2 separate regions of the Bicyclus anynana genome follow, and region 2 is linked to region 1. The links are chromatin contacts, called in public Hi-C maps. All regions are on one chromosome and are shown on one strand. The core of a region is the stretch at or near the end of the contact, and the rest is flanking DNA. Distances in the headings are between cores, read along the strand shown. Region 1 overlaps LOC112049170. Region 2 overlaps LOC112049170.

Region 1 (3,606 bases), core at 286-2,785:
GGACATAGACAAAATTTTGACCCACATAGTTCCTGTTCCCAAAAGAACACGGAGTAAAAAAAAATCCTACGACATTCGCAAATAACGTAGCTTTCTATCGGTGAAAGAATTTTCAAAATGGGTTCTGAAGATCCAGAGAGAGAAACATCCTACCGAATGAGAGTTGTACCAGCGTGTACCGCGTAAACCGCTATTTTAGATCAGTGGCTGACAAATTCTGAAAGTGGCCCGACCCACAAGAACTTGACCCGGATAGTTTTTATCAGCGGGTTGCCCAACGTGGCTGATAGCGTCGCCGTGAGCGCAGCATGCTCGGAGTGCGATATCATTACCATTATCACCACTGCGCATCCTGTGGGTGTCAGTGCAGTAATCTGTCACGAATTTAATTGTGTTATCTATTTATCACAGACCTTTATATTTGAAGCTGTTCGCCGAAGTTGCTGTTTTATTGACGGAACAAGCCTGTCTATCTTATTAGATAGACAGGCTTGTTATAAGCTATTGCTTATAACAGAACAATAATTCGCATAGGGTTGATCCATTGGCCTGCTCCAGTCAGTTAAGTCTCATCTATCATGTGCCTGTAATTACACCGTCCCTTTATACCGGAACGGAACCCACCAGTGTTTCTTGGTGGCAGATAAAAACAGTGGTAGAGTTTCATAGAATAAACTATATAAGCTCGTTACTGAGACCAAGGGTAGAAAGTAGCCGCAACCGTAAAACAAGCCAGATTCAATTTAGAAATTATGAAATAAAAATGTAAAACTCGTTTGTTTTTCATCAAGTTGTTTCTACTTTAGGAAACTGTTCATTAAGTTTTTTGCTCGTTACTCAAGCCAGCAACATTTCCGCGAAAAATGTACTTTTAGATGTTTTATTTGTTCTGGGCACAAAAAATGCTGTTACAATATTTTAGGTTTAAATTGAAGGCGAATTTCTGATGGTTTTATTAAAACAACTAACGGAGATATACTCGTTAGATTTAGTAAAAACAAAGAAGTTACATAACTTGTAGGTTGTAGGAGAATAAACACTTCATGCTTTATGTGGTAGTTAGCAAGAGCGATATAGTAAACGACTACGCAATAGCGTTGTTTCCATTTCACAGAAATCGTGTGCCAAAGCAAAGGTCAAAGCTTAAAAATGCAATTTGGCAGAAATGCAAAATGAGAAATTTGGACGCTATCCGGCGTCGCCAAACTTTTCCAACTTGTTTTATTTTGACCTGTATATTTACGGTGTACCTATCTATTATAGACATTGGTCAAAGAATCTTTAATTTAATTCGACAGGATGCATATCCTCATCATGCATGCATCATTTCTCAGTAAAATGTATTAGATTATGAAAGATATTGCTTTAAAGTTGAATCTTTAAAAATAACTATGTTAGATAATTTTATTGTGTACCGACCTAGTATATTTATGAGTAACGAACAATAAAATTTACTGGCGTCAGACTTCATTTCGAAAGGGATTAATTTATTTACAGTACCGAGTACGTACATCAGGTTAGGCACACTACATTCGCAGATAGCAGGTTTTGAAGTACAATTAATTTCAAGTGGAGGACGTATAATGTACATTATCATTACACTATACTTGTTTTCGAGGAGACATTTCTCGCAAACAATCGAGCATTGGACACTTGGGTAAACTGGCAAAACACTCATTGTGACGCAGTGCAAACAACTCTTGAGGCATGTTTGTTGAACATTGTTTTTGCGACTGCATATGCTGTAGAACAATGTGTCGCTATCAAACGATGGACGTCTTATTTCATAACTAGCTTCTTATGCCGCATGCCGCTTGTTTACCACACTATAATCATCATCAAGTCAAGTACAAGCTCATCTATATTAGCTTTCTCCTCAATATTCTGTCTCTAAATTGTATATGTCAATTTAAAATTTTCCCGTGTGCAGTTGGATGATCTTTTCTTATTCAGATTCTTGGCACATTGCTTTGTCTTTAAACACGTTTTTAATATAGATTTATTAAATTGTATTTTTAAAACATGCATTTTATAATATGACACTGAATTTTCCTATAACTTCATCTCTTTTGCGTTCTTGATTTAATTAAACAAATGTGTGAGGTGGTTTTTACCGTACTGATGTACCTGTTGTAATAAAGCAGGAAAGATAACTCCACGATATTAAGAATAGATACAATGTTGGTATATTTTTTAGTTATTAGTTATAGTTTTCATAACACAAATATTATTATTTGTTTAAGGTCCTTTTCCTAGATTGTTCCATAACTATCTTCTACTAGTTTTTTTTTCCGGCCTGTAAATTATCTATACTAATATTATAAAGCTGAAGAGTTTGTTTGTTTGTTTGTTGGTTAGGCTATATATTATTCCCATATTCCTACGGGAACGGAAACCACGCGGGTGAAACCGCTCCGCGTCAGCTAGTACTTAATATAAATAATGATTCTCATTGCCATTTGATGATCCCACTAGGTATACCTTCCTTTCAATAAATAGGAACTGTTATAGAGAATATATTTATATATATATTTGAGGCAAGGCGTTAACTTCGCACGCCATGTTGAGACACAAAATAATGTACGATGTAAACGGATATCTAGGTATTATGTCCAAATTGTGTCCTTTGTAAATTAGGTATGAGTATGTAAAAAACGCGGAAACCAGTGTCAAGACTCGTCGAAAGAGTCGACATGACCTTGCCATTGTCTTGCGTTCGGTGGGCAGGCAGACACGGCGACGACACGACGGTCGGTCAAAGTCACTGCCAAGTGCCAACTTACCTTCGTCCTCCATTTTGATATGCTGCCGTACTTCTTAAAAAAAATATTTATTGTAAGTGAGTTTCAAATAGCACAAAACATACTAATCTAATGATAGAGTTCAGTTGAAATCAATAACTAAAATTAGTGGTAGTAACATCCTTTTCGTATTGATGAGGATGATATTACTATTAGACCTGTTATTGTAGTTTCGCACATTACAAGAACTTCCGATTGCGTTCGTCATAATTTATACACAATGATCTACGCTTACGTTTAAAACTGATGGAATATGTAATAGATAAAATAGACCCTGTCATAATACTGGAGCCTCTGCCTTTCTAAAATTCTAATGAATAAGTCATTATGTCTCTGTTGATAATGTTACGAAATCTGTCAGGTTGGCGTGATCAGGCACACTCGTATTTCGTGCCTGTCCACACCGCATGTAACCGAAGCGACGTGACAATTTATCCTATTGATCGCTCCAACGGCGTGCGGTGCCAACGTCCTTCCTTTAATGTGCTTGACAGATCATCAATTTGCCGACATTCGAGAATCGGACACATTGCTCTAGTACGTTCGCTATATTGCTGTATAATATATTTGGTTTTAGTGGATACGTCTCGATTCTATCATTATTTCATATATAGTATGGTGAAACACTCGTAACGAGCTCATGCTGTTTTTTTTAACTGAGCTCTAAATTCCTCTGTGACATTCAAAGCACAATATTATTTTACATCAATGTTCTCTACTTTGGTAATGAAACTGAAATTGACTACCAAAATTATCGTAAGTTTGCAAGTTTGCACGAAGTAATGGACTTGGCAACTTGCAACTC
Region 2 (3,606 bases), core at 441-2,940, 55 kb after region 1:
TTTTAATTTTATATACTTAGGTTTACGTCATTATTTATACAACTAAACTTTAATCCTTATTAAAATAAATTATTTATTAATCACAAGGATATTATGAAGATAAGATTTGCCCTTTACAGTATGTTAATTACTTAAATAGTTTCGGAGATAATATAAAATTTCTAAAAGACGCAGAAATTCCGCTATATGACGCCCGGCGCTTTCATTTACGTAGTTCCCGTTCCCGTGTGAATATGAGGATCAAACATAGCCTATGACACTTGCAAATAACGTAGCTTTCTATTGGTAACATAATTTTCCAAATCGGTCCAGTAGATCCAGAGATTACCTCCTACAACCACACGAACTTTACCTCTTTATATTATTAGCATAGAAGTCTCTATTTCTCTTGGTCATACCACCACTCTCGAAGGACTGGACCGATTTTGCTAAGGGTAATGAGTAAGATAGAGAAGTTACAGGGTAGGGTAGGGTACGGGTAGGGAAGCGTAGGGGTAGTGTAGGGGTAGAGTAGGTTTAGGGCCGGGTTTAGGGTAGTAGTAGGGTAGGGGTAGAGGTAGGGTAGTGGTGGGGTAGAGGTACGGGTAGGATAGTTAAGTGGTAGAGTAGTGGTAGGATAGGCGTGAGATAGGGGTACGGGTAGGATAGGAAAGGGATAGGGTACTGGGAGGGTAGGGGTAGGATGGGGGTAGGGTAGGGGTAGTGTGGGGGTAGGGGTAGGGTAGGGTAGTGTAGGGGTAGGGTAGATGTAGGGGTTGGGTAGGGTAGGGTTGGGGTAGTGGTAGGGTAGGGGTAGGGTAGGGTAGGGGTAGTAGTAAAGTTGACATCGAAATTTACGCGGACGAAGTCGCGGGCGTCCGCTAGTGTATTCTAAATTGGTTAGGATATGATCTGGTATTCGACTGCAGCAATTCAGCGTTTCTGGATGATGTCATATCAAACCAGCTAAAGGTAGACATCAATCATCTTAGATTGCATCGTCACTTAACACGAGATGAGATTGTAGTCAACCAGTCTATAAAATGAAGTTGAAAAATAAAAGATTTTTCGAGTAAACCATATATTATTGAGAGTTAATGATAAATTGTACGTAAATAGCATATAAGATTTCCTCATCTATAATTTCAGCACAGTGATGCGTGACGCGAATCGACCTTGAGGCTGCGTGGGCTCGGCTGACTCACTGACTCACTGATGATGCCTCCAGCTTTGTCTGCCCACGGACGGTGCTAAGCATCACCTATACGGTTGCACAACTTCTGTGTATTGTAATCATTAAGACTTGCTATTGTTGGAGATTAAGCTAATATTTTCAATCACCGTTACTCATGGAATCATATTCCTTTACTTTACCCACACTATCACTATCAGATATTATATCAACATAAGCAGATAGCTTAACGTTCTCTCTAAGACACGGGAGTGTAACACCGTTAACTCCGGACTGCTACCGAGAATTTCTTGGAAGTCGGAAAGTCTTAATATTTTATAGCCAAACCCAGGAAGGAGCCTTAGTAAAAATCCACACAGGCTAACTTCTGGACTGGCGACGCTGTTTATTGATTTGAATAAATCTCAATAAAAGACGTGGTAATTAAAAACAATAGCATGACGATTTGATGGAGTAGACGTGAATATAATGAGCGCGTGTGTTGCGGTGCCGGGGAATGCGAGACGCGTGTAGCAGACCGCCGGCGAGACTCGGCGACAGAACCTGAGGCGGATCCGATCACACCGCAGCGGCGGATCGGCTTACTGACCAATACTTGCGAAACGTTACGAAAGTCGGATCGATTTTCGTTTCGATACAGATCGCGGAGCATTATCGAAACGAGAGATGATAAAGTGACGTTCAAACATCTAGTACCAAATCAAAGCAAACCAAAGTTTCATTTTTTCTAGTGTACCTAGTAAGTCCTTTAGTCATTTCATTCGAAGCCGTTTACATTTTAATTTAAAATTCAGTCACTGATGCAGGGTTTTGAAACAGTTGAATAGGGATGATGAGAGTTTTTTAAATTTCATATAAATTAAGAATACGCTAATAGTAGAGCAATTTTGTAAAAGTAACAAGGTATCTGCGATCATTACTTTCGGAGCTACAGGGATTTAAAGGGTCAGATTTGCGGCGCTGCCGCGGATCCCTGATAACGCCCCATACAAAATGGTACGAACTTATGACATCGTAGGCAATTAATGATCGTTAGATTTGTATGGGTGTTTAAACAAAATAACTAATATCTTTGTTATTTCTGCGTTTATGTTTATAGTGTAGTGTATGTAAAAATGTCACATTTAATGTAAGAAAGCTAAAACTGTATGAATTTTCATCTAATTACGATAAAATATTTTTAGTAGATTTTGAAATTTTATAATCTTATTTATTTTGCAAATATATATCTTTGCTTTTTATGTATAAATTAGTTAACATTGACCTTATTTACCCAAATGTATCATAAAAATCAATATATTCAAACCCAGTCATCATCCCCATTCGTCCTACAATATAAAATAATAAGTCCATTTGAATATTCCATAAAGCGCATTTGCAATAAGTGAAATATTTTATTTGGAATAAATTTTGTACTGAGATAAATCAGCATCCAATCAGTCAATTAATCTGCTAATGGCATAATCCACGTTCCACCATGAATTAGTGAGACATAATCATGTTTAATGCTCGGCACTTTACCCGCGTAACCCGCGTATTGAGTGATTGTCATTTTGCATAATGTATTACCATAAATGGACATTTGATGGACAGAGAATATAGTCATAATAAATTGCTAGTTTATTATTAATACAGGAAAATCATCTTAATTTATTTTATTTAAATAAATTGGATTTACCTATACGTATATTGCGACTTTCTTAATTAATTATAAGGGAAATTTAAAATTTGCCGTAGGTAGTAGCGATATCAGTCATTAATACCACGTTGTTTGTTACTCGTACATTGTACCAGAACTGTAGTTCAATCAGATGGCTATGTCCCATCAGCTTTCAGTGGACAATGTAAAGCGATACTGTTTACCTATTAGCTAAGCCGACCTTGAATAGCCCCAATGTTACTCGCTACTTATTGGTTAATGTGCTTTTTGTAGGGTTTCATAATGACCTTCGATGATTTATAATCTGTCCAATTTCGATCTTTTATTTGTGTGGGTACGACTGCTTATATTGGAGTAACATTATCAGATCTGCAGTCTGATTATAAAGCACTTAAAGTTACTGCAATACCAATTTACTTCTCAACCATACATCAGATAAACTCCTAAGTATAAACTGTACCTACAGCAGTGATTGTCATCTAAGTAAATAAATAGGACTCAATAAAACTTTTAGGTTTCCTAATAAGTAATTATTTGTAATTTGTTTTGTTTCAAATATTGTACTGAATTTTAATGATAACTATTGAAATCTTAACTTGAACAGTTAAAACGTACTTATACTTTTTTATCTGGTCCAGTTTGTTCTCTTCTCGGACCAAAGTGTGTTTTGTAACTTTAATTTAAAGTTTTCAACTATAATAACCACCTAATTTAATTAATCTAATAACGATATCTGAAGTTTCAATAGTGCTTGTAAGTTAAGCCTAATTGTAAA

Evidence for each region. Hi-C and Micro-C count contacts between places; a contact is called where the count stands out from the background.
Region 2: a contact with region 1 is called in a Hi-C map of whole larva, with 2.5 times the contacts expected there. The contact joins two enhancer-like sites. A contact is called at or near these places in 2 of 2 Hi-C or Micro-C datasets (whole body and whole larva).

Annotation. Positions count from the first base shown.
Region 1 is chr4:18,793,771-18,797,376 of ilBicAnyn1.1, forward strand. All of the region lies in intron 1 of LOC112049170, which reads left to right. Among protein-coding and RNA genes, the nearest start is that of LOC112049170, 8.7 kb to the left of the region's middle. Within about 2 kb of position 1,536, at least 7 of the 8 cell types and tissues checked have open chromatin away from gene starts, as enhancers often do.
Region 2 is chr4:18,848,546-18,852,151 of ilBicAnyn1.1, forward strand. The region is part of intron 3 of LOC112049170; the gene reads left to right. Among protein-coding and RNA genes, the nearest start is that of LOC112049171, 40 kb to the right of the region's middle. Within about 2 kb of position 1,691, at least 7 of the 8 cell types and tissues checked have open chromatin away from gene starts, as enhancers often do.